2 separate regions of the Hordeum vulgare genome follow, and region 2 is linked to region 1. The links are chromatin contacts, called in public Hi-C maps. All regions are on one chromosome and are shown on one strand. Each heading gives the region's core, a stretch centred on a gene start, on an enhancer-like site or on the middle of the called end of the contact. The rest is flanking DNA. Distances are from core to core; before and after follow the strand shown.

Region 1 (6,669 bases), core at 1,930-4,429:
GGTTCACGGCCCTACACACGAGATACGAGCTAGGGGAAGAATACCAGGTGCTCCTGCGTGAGCTCAGCCGTGGATTTGATACATGGAACAGACGGAGTACTGTTCATGGGCTTACGCAAAATAAGAAATGTTCACATATTTTTATTTATAGCTACTCCAGGCTTTTATACGAGGAGTATGCTTCTTCTTTTTTTTTCCACCAACCGATTGAGAAATAGTAACACTACCTTCAGATCTAGTACGCCTATAAGATTAATAAATGTCGTAAACTATGACATTTATTTTGGATAGGGAGAGTATTTTGGTGCGAGTCCTCTCCTTTCCTAGCGCGACAAAGGGTAGTAACTAGGAAGGGAAAAAAGAGAGGAAAAAGAATAACGCGGAGGCGGAAGGGATAAGGCTGGGTTATTGGAGGGGGAAGCGGTGGGCGGCCCCACATGGGTATGTGTCACATAGACGACGCGGCTTACGATGGGGAGAGCGTTTCTTGTTATTTCTTATCACCAAAGACAATTAATTGATTGAGAAACTATGGAACACACTATTGGTTAGGTGCCTTAGAGGGTGCTTGGATACGCTTTAATCCCATGACTAAAACTTGTGAGACTAAAACTTGCTAGCCTCATCCATGCTTGGATGCAAATACTAAAGAGACTAAAATCAAGTTAATAAGCATTTATTATCCTGTAAACCCTCCAATCCAAAACTCGTCTGAGGAGTTAAATGAGGAGAGAGAGGACTAATGCACATTTTAATAGGGGTGCCCCTGACTAAAAGATTTTAGCCTCAAGACTAGTTTTAGCCTCTCTTTAGTCAGGGGTGCTTGGAACTTTAACCTCTTAAAGAGACTAGTTTTAGTCAGACTAATTTTAGTCCCTTGGATCTAATCACCCTCTTAGAATTTGTTGCTACAGACGGTCAGGTCGTCTCCTTCTCCCTCCCAGCTGCCCCTATACATCTTCTTCCTGATCCCCCATCCAACGTTTTATGGGTTGCCTGCCACCCATCTATCAAATAGCAAACGGTTTTGCTAACACATATCTAGATGTGAGATACGTATTGCACATCTAAGTTTTATATCATTGATCTTACGTGAAGATTCATGTGCATATTTTTTTCCTTTTGTTTTTCTTTTATACTTGATTTAGTTATTTAGATCAGATGTGCAATAACTATGTCACATCTAGATGTGTCTGTTTTTGCTAAAACACATCTACATGTGAGATAAGCATTGCACATTTAAGTTTTATATCATTGCTCTTACTTGAAGATTCGTATGGGTATTCCTTTTTTTTCTTTTTCTTTCTACTTTATTGAGTTATTTAGATAGATGTGTAATAATTATGTCACATCTAGATGTGTCTTAGATACATCGAATAGCAAATGCTGAGAACTATATTTTGAATCGACCCTAACAAATAGCAAATGCTGAGAATTATATATGCAACGACTTGTAGATCCACGTACTGCTGCGAGTCGATCAAACTGTTTTATTAAGTACACCGTAGCCGGACCGACAGTTAATTATGTATACGACATGTAGCACATACGTGTAAGACATTTCTTACTTGGAGCAAGTTCGTACTATTTCCTTCATCCGAAAATATTCGACAGAGAAATAGATGTATCTAAACATATTTTAGTTCTAGATACATTCATGTTTATTTATTTTTTTGACAAGTATTTCTTAACGGAAGGAGCACGAACGAACAAGGGTAACATAGTCACTGGTCCGATGGATGTTGTCGGTAGTTCGTTTTCACCTGAAACGAGTGTGTGGTCGACTCGTCGTTATTTACATCACATCTTGTCACACTGCGCGGGCTCGATGACCAGCTTGTTGCCGGCCAAATCATGGACAATGTGCATGTTCTGCTGCTGGAAGTTGCCTATCATTGTCCGATCATCGTCACCCGCCAAAACTACGACGCACAGCTGGTCCGAGTCGGGGTACTCCGCCATGTAGTTCTCTCGCGGAAGCTCCCAGTCCGCGCCCTCCAAATGCAACGTCATCTTGGGCACCGGCACCTTGCTCGCGTCCGGCACCGACTCCGTGGAGAAGCACTGCAGGGTGGGCTCGCCGGTGTCGTTGTAGGAGGTATGGGGCAGCGGCACCTGCGCCACGAACGCCTCCCAGAGGCTCCGAAACACGGCCCGCGGGAAGGCGGTGATGGCCGTGCCTGAGTCGATGATCGTCCCGCCGGAGCCGTCCGCCTTGACCACGAACGCCGACTCCGGGACAGCTAGCCGCGTCTTGCCGACCGTGATGCCTTTCAGAGAAAGATAGTAGTATTCGGGGTGGTTGGGTAGGAACGGAGTGGATAGAATCGGCCCCGTGGCGTGCGCTCTCAGGCCGTCCGCCGGAGCGCCGCCTAGGAACACGGGGGTGCTCTTTGACTCGAATATGGTGGTGAAGCAGTAGGAGAAGCTGCTGACCCCGAGCTGCCTAGGCAGCGACAATGGGCCGCGGCCAAAGCCGGCGATGCCTGTCTCGTTGGAATGGAAGTTGCCGGTGTTGTACTGGCCACATCCAAAGACAAGATCCGGCACGGTCACCTTGCCGCCGCCCTTGCCGTCGAAGGTGAAGGAGTCTTTGGCGAGCTGGCCAATTGTGACCGAGTTGTCGCCGTAGTTGACTTGGTACGTGCACCCGCCGAGGAAGCACGCGTGTGGGCGCAGGGCTCGGCAGATAGGGTCCGTGCACAGGACGCCGTGGACGGTGTCGGAGGCGGAGGTGTCGAACCTCGGGAGAGGCTGCGTGAAGCAGTCAAAGCACGGCCGGCACTGCGTCCAGACGACGTCGCTACCGGTGTCCACCTCCAGCGCCACCTGCTGCGGGCGTGGCGTGCCGATGCCAAAGTGGATGAGGTACTCGGTGTAGCCTACGACGTGGGAGCCACTCGCCACGGGCGCGGTCACCCTCACCGGGGTGCCGGACCTAGATGGGCATAGCTGCTTGGCAGCGCGTGCCCTCGACCGGAGGACCATCCGGCGGAGCAGCTCGTTTCTGGTGAAGCCACGGCCGCTGTCGATGTGGGTGAGGTCGGCGCGTAGTCCATGGTGATGGTTGGCCGAGCCGGAGCCCGAGGTGGCCGGCCATGCCAACAGGACCGTCATCAGGATAACGTACTGCTTCATCTTCATGCTAATTAGTAGTATTCTTATTACTCCAGTCAGTCAGTGTTCGTTTCGAGCTAGCAACCGTGGGCATGTTTATATAGCAGCCATTCTTGTGACAGCTAGCTGTGAGAAGGCGAGAGCATTTGGACAAAAAACAGCAGCTGACAAGGACGACCATCGACGTCCTCACCATTCATCATCCACATTCTTGCTACTGCGGCATATCGATGCTCAAAGCCTGAGAAAAAGCAGCAGGAAATATGTTTTGTGCCCTTGACATTTCTTTTTATTCATCATTGCATCTGTCATTGCATCATTGTCTTTGCCTTTCTGTCTTTGCTGGAGAAAACAAAATTACTCCCTCCATTCCACGATGTAGCACGCTGGCGTTTTTCATGATATATGTATTTAACAAACGAGACCGATTGCGACGAAACCAAAAATTAGATCGCTGAATTCGTATTTTTGATATGAATTCAATGTATAAGTTTAATCAAACTCATGATCAAACTTAGATCATGAAAAACGAGGACATACTATATTGTGAAATGGAGGGAATATTTCTTAAGTTGTACTCACTCCGTAAACTAATATAAAAACGTTTAGATCACTATTTTAGTTATCTAAACACTTTTATACTTCCTCCATCCCAAAATAACTGTCTCAAGCTTAGTTCAATTTTATACTAGAGCTAGTACAAAGTTGAGACACTTATTTTAAGACGGAGGGAGTATTAGTTTATAGAGCGAGTACTAGTGATGTGAAAAGGCGAGTGCATTTGGGACACAGAATTATTCTGGTGACAGCTGTGAAAAGGTGAGTGCATTGGGAAAAAGCAGCAACAGCGTGACAAGGACAGGCATTGACGTCCTCACCGATCATCATCGACATTCTTGGTACTACGGTATATCAACCTTCAGATGCTTAAAGCCTAAAAAAGCAGCATGCAATATGTTTTGTGCCCTTGACATTTCCTTTTGTTCATCATTACACCTGTCATTCCACCATTGTCCTCGCCTTTCTGTCTTGAAAATTCAAGGGCTCGTCTGAAAATTGCATATAGTGATCTCTCTAAATTTTATTGGATAACAATATGCAATTTCTATATATGTTCCATTGAATGGTTAATTGAGGATTGCATAGGATAGCAATATCTTTCATTGGAATCATATAAAGATCAATTTCTCTTTAGTTGTAGTGAAACAATTTTCCTTGTTGCATATTTGCAAAACCGTGGGAGAATATATATTTGCAAAACCGTGGCTGCTGCGGGAGCGGGAGGGTCATCTAGCGGCGCATCAAGGACATAAGCCTATTTAGCTGCTTCAAGGATGAGCTTCAAGTTGCGAACCCAGTCCGCATAGTTGCTACCATCATCTTTCAGCTTGTTTTTCTCTAGGAATGCGTTGAAATTGAGGTTGACGTTGGACATCTACAATATTTATAAAGACAACTTTTAGACTAAGTTCATGACAATTAAGTTCATTTAATCAAATTAAGTATGAACTCCCACTTAAATCGACATCCCTCTAGTCATCTAAGTGATACATGATCCATGTTGACCAACCCGTGTCCGATCATCACGTGAGACGGACTAGTCACCATGGTGAGCAACTCCATGCTGATCGTATTCAACCATACGACTCATGTTCGACCTTTCGGTCTCTTGTATTCGAGGTCATGTCTGTACATGCTAAGCTCGTCGAGTCAACCTAGGTGTTTCGCGTGTGTAAATCTGGCTTACACCCGTTGTATGCGAACGTTAGAATCTATCACACCCGATCATCATGTGGTGCTTCAAGACAACGAACCTTCGCAACGGTGCACACTTAGGGGAATGCATTCTCGAAATTTTAAGAGGGATCATCTTATTATGCTACCGTCGTTCTAAGCAATAAGATGTAAAACATGATAAACATCACAATGCAATCATATAGTGACATGATATGGCCATTATCATCTTTGCTTTTTTGATCTCCATCTTCAGGCATCGCATGATCATCATCGCCACCGGCGTGACACCATGATCTCCATCATCGTGTCTTCGTGAAGTCGTCACGCCAACTACTACTATCACTACTACTATAGCTAACCGTTAGCAATGAAGTAAAAGTAGTAAGCACATGGCCTTGCATCTCATACAATAAATTAAGACAACTCCTATGGCTCCCGCCGGTTGTCATACTCATCGACATGCAAGTCGTGAAACCTATTACAATAACATGATAATCTCATACATCATACATGCAACATCACAACTTTGGCCATATCACATCACATGTCAAACCCTGCAAAAACAAGTTAGACGTCCTCTAATTGTTGTTGCAAGTTTTACGTGGCTGATTTAGGTTTCTAGCAAGAACGCCTTCTTACCTACGTGACAGCCACAACGATGATATGCCAAAGCTATTTACCCTTCATAAGGACCCTTTTCATCAAATCCAATCCGACTAGAGTAGGAGAGACAGACACCCGCTAGCCACCTTTATGCACGGTGTGCATGTCTGTCGGTGGAACCAGTCTCACGTAAGCGTACGTGTAAAGTCCGTCCGGGCCGCTTCATCCCACAATACCGCCGGAAAAGAATAAGACTGGTAGCGGCAAGCAAATTGACAAATCATCGCCCACAACTTTTGTGTTCTACTCGTGCATAGAATCTACGCATAGAAAACCTGGCTCGGATGCCACTGTTGGGTAACGTAGCATAAATTCAAAATTTTCCTACGCATATTCAGATCTTCCTATGGAGAGACCAGCAACGAGAGAGGGGTAAGAGCATCTTCATACCTTTGAAGATCGCTAAGAGGAAGCGTTGCTAGAACGCGGTTGATGGAGTCGTACTCGCAGCGATTCCGATCTAGTGCCAAACTACGGCACCTCCGCGTTCAACACACGTGCAGCCCAGTGACGTCTCCTGCACCTTGATCCAGCAAGGAGGAGGGAGAGTTTGGGGAAGAACTCCAGCAGCACGACGGCGTGGTGTCGATGGAGAGGCGAGGTCTCCCGGCAGGGCTTCGCCAAGCACCGGCAGAGAGGAGGAGAAAGAAGAGCAGGGCTGCGCCGAGGGAGAGGGAAAAGTCTGTCTCTCAATGGCCAAAAGTGCCCGATATATATAGGGGGAGGGGAGAGGGGGTGCCACCCCTAGGGTTCCCACCCTAGGGGGTGCGGCAGCCCCCCCAGATGGGAGGTGCGGCGGCTAGAGGGGGGAGGAGGGGGTGGCGCACCATCTGGTGGGCCTTAGGCCCACCTGGCTTAGGGTTTGCCCCCCTTTTCTCTCCCCTGCGCATTGGGCTGAGTGGGGAGGCGCACCAGCCCACCTAGGGGCTGGTTCCCACCCCCACTTGGCCCACCTTACCTTCCGGGGTCGTTGCCCCCTTCGGTGGTCCCCCGGGGCACCTCTGGTGGTCCCGGTACGTTACCGGTGATGCCCAAACACTCCCGGTATCCGAAACCATCCGTCCTATATATCAATCTTTACCTCAGGACCATTCCGGAGCTCCTCGTGACGTCCGGGATCTCATCCGGGACTCCGAACATCTTTCGGTAACC
Region 2 (6,540 bases), core at 3,734-6,233, 210 kb after region 1:
GATGATAGACTACTCATATCAATAAGGAATTCCTTTTTTTCGGGAGCCCATTCGAACAGAACTCCCAGGTTAAGCGTGCTTGGCTTGAAGTAGTTCTAGGATGGGTGACCGACCGAGAAGTTGATCCTGGGTGCGCATGAGTGAGGACAAAGTGCGTAGAAAAGACTAGCATTGATATGTGGGGCTAGTCTAGATCCCGCCAGGAGTAACGACCGTCGGCGGGTGTGTCTGGGGCGTTACAATTAGTAACGACCTTTTTGTCCCGGTTCCAAAACCGGGACAGAAGGCCCTTACGAACCGGGACAAAATGCCCTTTTTCTACTAGTGGTGGACTCCTCCCCTAGTTCGGCCGAACCTATCCTCCTTGGAGGAGGGGCCAAGACAGCCCTCCCTCTCCCTCCTCCTATATATACTTGAGGTTTTGGCCCTTTTGAGACACACAATTGATCTAACCCAAGGCGCAGCCCTACCTCTCTCTTTTTCCTCCTCCGCAACGCTTGGCGAAGCCCTGTCGGAGAACCACATAGCTCCACCGTCATCACGTCGTCGTGCTGCTGGATCTCTCCCTCAACTTCTTCTCTCTCCTTGCTGGATCAAGAAGGAGGAGACGTCACCGGGTTGTACGTGTGTTGAACGCGGAGGCACCATCGTTTGGTGCATAGATCGGAATCCACCGCGATCTGAATCGCGTGCGAGTATGAGTCCATCAACCGTGTTCTAGCAACGCTTCCACTTAGCGATCTTTGAAAGTATGAAGATGCTCTACAACCTCCCTTGTTGCTGTTTTCTCCATAGATAGATCCTTTCATGGCGTAGGATTTTCTTTAAATTACTACGATCCTCAACACGATCTTCAACGGTATGAAGATGCTCTCCCTCACTCGTTGCTAGCTTCTCCTAGATTGATCTTGGTGACACGTAGGAATTATTTTGAATTATTACTACGTTCCCAACAACTAGCTCCCTCGTGGGCTGGTGCGCACCACCAAAGGGGCCCAAGGCGCCTAGTGTTGGGGAACGTCGCATGGGAAACAAAAAAAAATTCCTACGCGCACGAAGACCTATCATGGTGATGTCCATCTACGAGAGGGGATTTCCGATCTACGTACCCTTGTAGATCGCACAGCAGAAGCGTTAAGAAACGCGGTTGATGTAGTGGAACGTCCTCACGTCCCTCGATCCGCCCCGTGAACCGTCCCATGAACCGTCCCGCGATCCGTCCCGCGAACCGTCCCATGAACCGTCCCGCGATCCGTCCCGCGATCCGTCCCAATCTAGTGCCAAACGGACGGCACCTCCGCGTTCAGCACACGTACAGCTCGACGATGATCTCGGCCTTCTTGATCCAGCAAGAGAGACAGAGAGGTAGATGAGTTCTCCGGTAGCGTGACGGCGCTCCGGAGGTTGGTGGTGATCTAATCTCAGCAGGGCTCCGCCCGAGCTCCGTAGAAACGCGAACTAGAGGTAAAACCGTGGAGGTATGTGGTCGGGCTGCCGTGGCAAAAGTTGTCTCAAATCAGCCCTAATAGCTCCATTTATATAGGAGGAGGTGAGGGGAGGATTGCCTTGAGGCTCAAGGAGCCCCAAGGGCTGCGCCACCAAGGGAGGATGAGTCCTTCTCCAATACTAGTCCAACTAGGATTGGAAGGTGGAGTCCTTCTCTCCTTTCCCACCTCCTTTTTTTTCTTTTCTCTTTGATTTTCTATCTATGGCGCATAGGGCCTTCTTGGGCTGTCCCACCAGCCCACCAAGGGCTGGTGCGCCACCCCCAAGGCCTATGGGCTTCCCCGGGGTGGGCTGCCCCCCTGGTGAACACTCGGAACCCATTCGTCATTCTCGGTACATTCCCGGTAACTCCAAAAACCTTCCGGTAATCAAATGAGGTCATACTATATATCAATCTTCGTTTCCGGACCATTCCGGAAACCCTCGTGGCGTCCGGGACTCCGAACAACATTCGGTAACCAACCATATAACTCAAATACGCATAAAACAACGTCGAACCTTAAGTGTGCAGACCCTGCGGGCTCGAGAACTATGTAGACATGACCCGAGTGACTCCTCGGTCAATATCCAATAGCAGGACCTGGATGCCCATATTGGATCCTACATATTCTACGAAGATCTTATCGTTTGAACCTCAGTGCCAAGGATTCATATAATCCCGTATGTCATTCCCTTTGTCCTCCGGTATGTTACTTGCCCGAGATTCGATCGTCAGTATCCGCATACCTATTTCAATCTCGTTTACCGGCAAGTCTCTTTACTCGTTCCGTAATACAAGATCCCGCAACTTACACTAAGTCATATTGCTTGCAAGGCTTGTGTGTGATGTTGTATTACCGAGTGGGCCCCGAGATACCTCTCCGTCACACGGAGTGACAAATCCCAGTCTCGATCCATACTAACTCAACGAACACCTTCGGAGATACCTGTAGAGCATCTTTATAGTCACCCAGTTACGTTGCGACGTTTGATACACACAAAGCATTCCTCCGGTGTCAGTGAGTTATATGATCTCATGGTCATAGGAACAAATACTTGACACACAGAAAACAGTAGCAACAAAATGACACGATCAACATGCTACGTCTATTAGTTTGGGTCTAGTCCATCACATGATTCTCCTAATGATGTGATCCCGTTATCAAGTGACAACACTTGCCTATGGTCAGGAAACCTTGACCATCTTTGATCAACGAGCTAGTCAACTAGAGGCTTACTAGGGACAGTGTTTTGTCTATGTATCCACACATGCACTGTGTTTCCAATCAATACAATTATAGCATGGATAATAAACGATTATCATGAACAAAGAAATATAATAATAACTAATTTATTATTGCCTCTAGGGCATATTTCCAACACCCAGGCTGAAACCCTAGGGCGTGGGGTTGCCTCCCACCAGTGTGGGAGGCAAGCCACCTCCTTGGCCGCCGCTGCCCCCTCCTAGGGTTTCCTAGGGTGACCGACCCCCTCTGCCTTCCTCCTATAAATAGAGGAGGGGTTTGAGGGCTGCGCACACACTTGAACCCTCCCCTCTTGGCGCGTCCCTACCCCTCCACTTCTCCTCCTCCGCGGCGCTTGGCGAAGCCCTGTCGGAGAACTACAAGCTCCATCGCCACCACGCGCGTCGTGCTACCGAAGCTCTCCCTCAACTTCTCCTCCCCCTTGCTGGATCAAGAAGGAGACATCCCCGGGATGTACGTGTGTTGAACACGGAGGCACCGTTCGTTCGGTGCTTGGATCGGATCTTTCGCGATTTGAATCGTCGCGAGTACGACTCCATCAACCGCGTTCATTGTAACGCTTCCGCTTAGCGATCTTCAACGGTATGAAGATGCTCTCCCTCTCTCATTGCTAACATCTCCTAGATTGATCTTGGTGACACGTAGGAAAATTTTGAATTATTACTACGTTACCCAACACCCGGCTCGGGCCCCTCTCCTGTCAGACGGCGCTGTCGGCCGGATATGGATGGGGAGAAGAGCTCCGTTGCTCCTATACAGAATAGTAGTTTGGCCATTTTTAGGACTGGTGTTATGCCGAAGGGGATCTTGCGTGTGGTGCACGCGAGATGCATCCAATGGCTGGTGGCAGTGATGCTAGGATTCGCGGTGCTCCGGTGGTTGGAGCCAGAGGCGAAAGGAGTTCTTGCCGGCGTTCCTCCCCCCAATAAGCTCGCTGGATCCTCAGATCCGGTGCTTGGTCTCATCCTTCCTTGCTTCTCTTTGAGCCACCATGAAGGTGGACAGGAAAAGGAGGGAGGGATGGGGCTAAGCCACCGATTCATCTATGTGAGTTTTTGGAGCCCAATCTTTGCAGCATCTGGCAGGGGGATTTGGTGCAGATCTGAGCCCCCTGAGGATTTCATCCTTGTGCTGCTGTATCTTATGGTCGAAGTAAAACCACACGGAGTTCCGACGATGAAGACCGGCTCCATGATTTCCTCCCGACCATTGAGCCAAAAGGGAGGCATCTTTTCCGGTGCTTCGTCGTGGTACTTTCTTTGTTTCCCTCCGGTGCTTTGCTGGCGGTGCTGTAGCCATTCCTCTGCCCCGAGTGGTCTCATTCCTGGCGTCGCTGGGATCGAGCCAGGTTCGAAGCCGGCGACAAGGACTCGATGGCGTCTCAGTTTTGTCTTCTGGGGTCCTTTCTACAAAATGTCCGGACTATGTTGTAACTTTCCTTTTCTGTTGGGTCCTCATGTAAAATGTTGCATGATTATCTAATATAAGTCTGGGTCATTCGGGACCCTTGTTATGTTAAAAAAAACTAGCTGAAGGAAGCAAAGTTCGACGGAAAAGCTTAGTTGAAAGAAACGACATATGAAGAGAGATAAACGACAATAGTGCACGTGATATGCGGGAGCAATATCAATTAAGAAACCAACCGAACGACTCTCGTGCGGGTCTATTAACAACCAACCCAACAAATCTTGATGGATGACTAACAACTACTAGATCAGACAAATCACATGCACCCGATCAAGCGTGATAGGAAACAAAGTATCTGTAGTGTGATGCCCAGCGCTGCCCTTACATAAAACCCTACCCATTTGGAAGTTTGTACTCAAAAGACAAACACACCAAACTCTTTTCATACACAATGAATGCACACACAAACACAAGCCAAAGAAGGCCCTCGAACCCATCTATGCATGCATATCTGTAGAGGAAGCTAAAATCGGTTGGGCAGCAGCGGCCGTCGATCCCCCGACGGACGGCCAGGGACAGATGCATCGACGCAAACCCGGCGTGGCGGCCTCGACCGACCGATGGATCGATGGATCGATCGGGATAGACCGACCGACTATAATAATAAACAACACGAGGGCCCTCCGCCATCTGCGTAAGACGCGAACGCTGCCCTCGCCTTGGCTCGCCCTCGGAGACCCAACAGCGAAGGCCATCAGCCGACCCCCGCCCCCGCCCCCGCCCCGCCCCCGCCCCCGCCCAGCCCCGCCCCACCGCCCGCCGCGGCGCTGCCCGCCGGCGAGATGGTGCCGCTCAACCACCCCGGCGTCGCCGCCGAGGTGCGGCTGGTGCTGCAGGGCGCCACCGACGCCGACCGCGACTCCGTCAGCCGCGAGCTCTGCCAGGTGAAAACCCTAGACCCGCCCCCCGCCGCCTCCCCACCGCCCGTCGCCCAGTCCGTCGCGTCGGATTAAGCCCCTCGCCCGCCCGGATCTAACCCGCCGCGGTTCGTATCAGCTAATCTTATTACTCGCCACAGCGGCGGTGCGTCCGCAGGATCGTTATACTGCATTCTGGGGTTGGGTGACCTAGATTCCGAATCGGTGATGCGTAGCTGTGTACCGCGTCATGTGGGCCAGGAATAGGTCGATTGTCTACTTCATCTATGTATATGCAGGGGCATGGCCTGCCTCCAGGCCAGAGCGTGCCAGGGCATGTTTGCCCGAGCTTACAGTTCCCGGCAATCCGTAAGCACGGAAGCGGTCCAGTAGTCCGCCTTGTACACGGCGTGCTGCTGATTCTGAGAGGCCGTTTCGCGGAATCCTGACCGTATCAGTAACGCTGCGCGCCACAAGACGACAACATACCTTTTCCACTCTACTTAATTACAAAGTAATTAAAATGGACTGGGAATTCATTACCCACGCTTGGATGCTCCGTCCTAATCGAGCTAGTCGAACCCGTCATGTGTATGCTTGCTGCGCAAATTGCAGGGCCCATATGTCCATTCAACGTATGTAGAAGGATTTGGTGATTGGGAATGACATTTGGCGATGCAGCACGTGGGCTGAGAGTGGAGACATGCCGATACCGTCTCGTGGGAATGTTCTCAATTGCAGACTAGGCGCGGTCTTGTTGGCGGGTGGTATCGGCATGCCCACAAGCAACTCGCAACCTTTGTGCACAACCCGGCAATTTATGAGAGAAATTTATTGCTTCAACCATTTCCGCATACAAGCAAAGTACCAATTAAATCTGAGTTCGGTACAGGTTTTCTGATATGTTTATCTTTCCACCTTTTCAGTTAGTTGATTATGGTCATGATGGATGTCTTTTGATGCTCCAAGTCTGTTTGGATGAAGTGCTGTTGAATGACAGGGAGGCCAAAAACTTGCAGTTGAAGCATGATCTTTTATCCTCCACTTTCAGATATTGTCTGGATAAAACTTACTTCAGCACTTGTTTCTGTGAGGCACTGATGCAGATAAAAACTGCTACAGATGGCCTCCTTGAGACTCTGTCGAGTGTACTGGAACTCTCAGCAGCCGAGAAAGTCGGTATCGGTCTTGCACTGTCAGATTCTGATAATTCAGGCATGAAGCTGAAAGGTAAACACTAGGTGGTGAAGTTAAACTCTGTGTTGAGTGTGTCAGGGTTGCCTCTTCTATTTTCAGTTGTTCGTTGACATCTACATTATTTTCATCATTCCAGGGCAACAATTTGCAATTGCTCAAATTGAGGAGTTGTGTTTGAATCCTAATCAATCGATACCAAACGACCAAATTCATGAAATTGTCGTCTTCCTTCACCAGACCGATGGCCTGACAAAGCATATGGATACTTT

Evidence for each region. A called contact is a pair of places that touch in the nucleus more often than the background predicts.
Region 2: a Hi-C map of seedling shows a contact between it and region 1, with 2.7 times the contacts expected there. The contact joins the promoter of LOC123449980 here to the promoter of LOC123447521 in region 1. A contact is called at or near these places in 4 of 6 Hi-C or Micro-C datasets (leaf and seedling).

Annotation. Positions count from the first base shown.
Region 1 is chr4H:603,453,973-603,460,641 of MorexV3_pseudomolecules_assembly, forward strand. LOC123447521 (aspartic proteinase nepenthesin-1-like) reads right to left here and starts at 3,180. Exons shown (of 1, transcript XM_045124128.1): 1 at 1,550-3,180. The coding sequence starts at 3,144. The coding sequence ends at 1,801.
Region 2 is chr4H:603,667,038-603,673,577 of MorexV3_pseudomolecules_assembly, forward strand. It overlaps LOC123449980 (CCR4-NOT transcription complex subunit 1-like), which reads left to right and starts at 4,984. Exons shown (of 51, transcript XM_045127367.1): 1 at 4,984-5,101; 2 at 6,001-6,304; 3 at 6,408-6,540. The coding sequence starts at 5,000.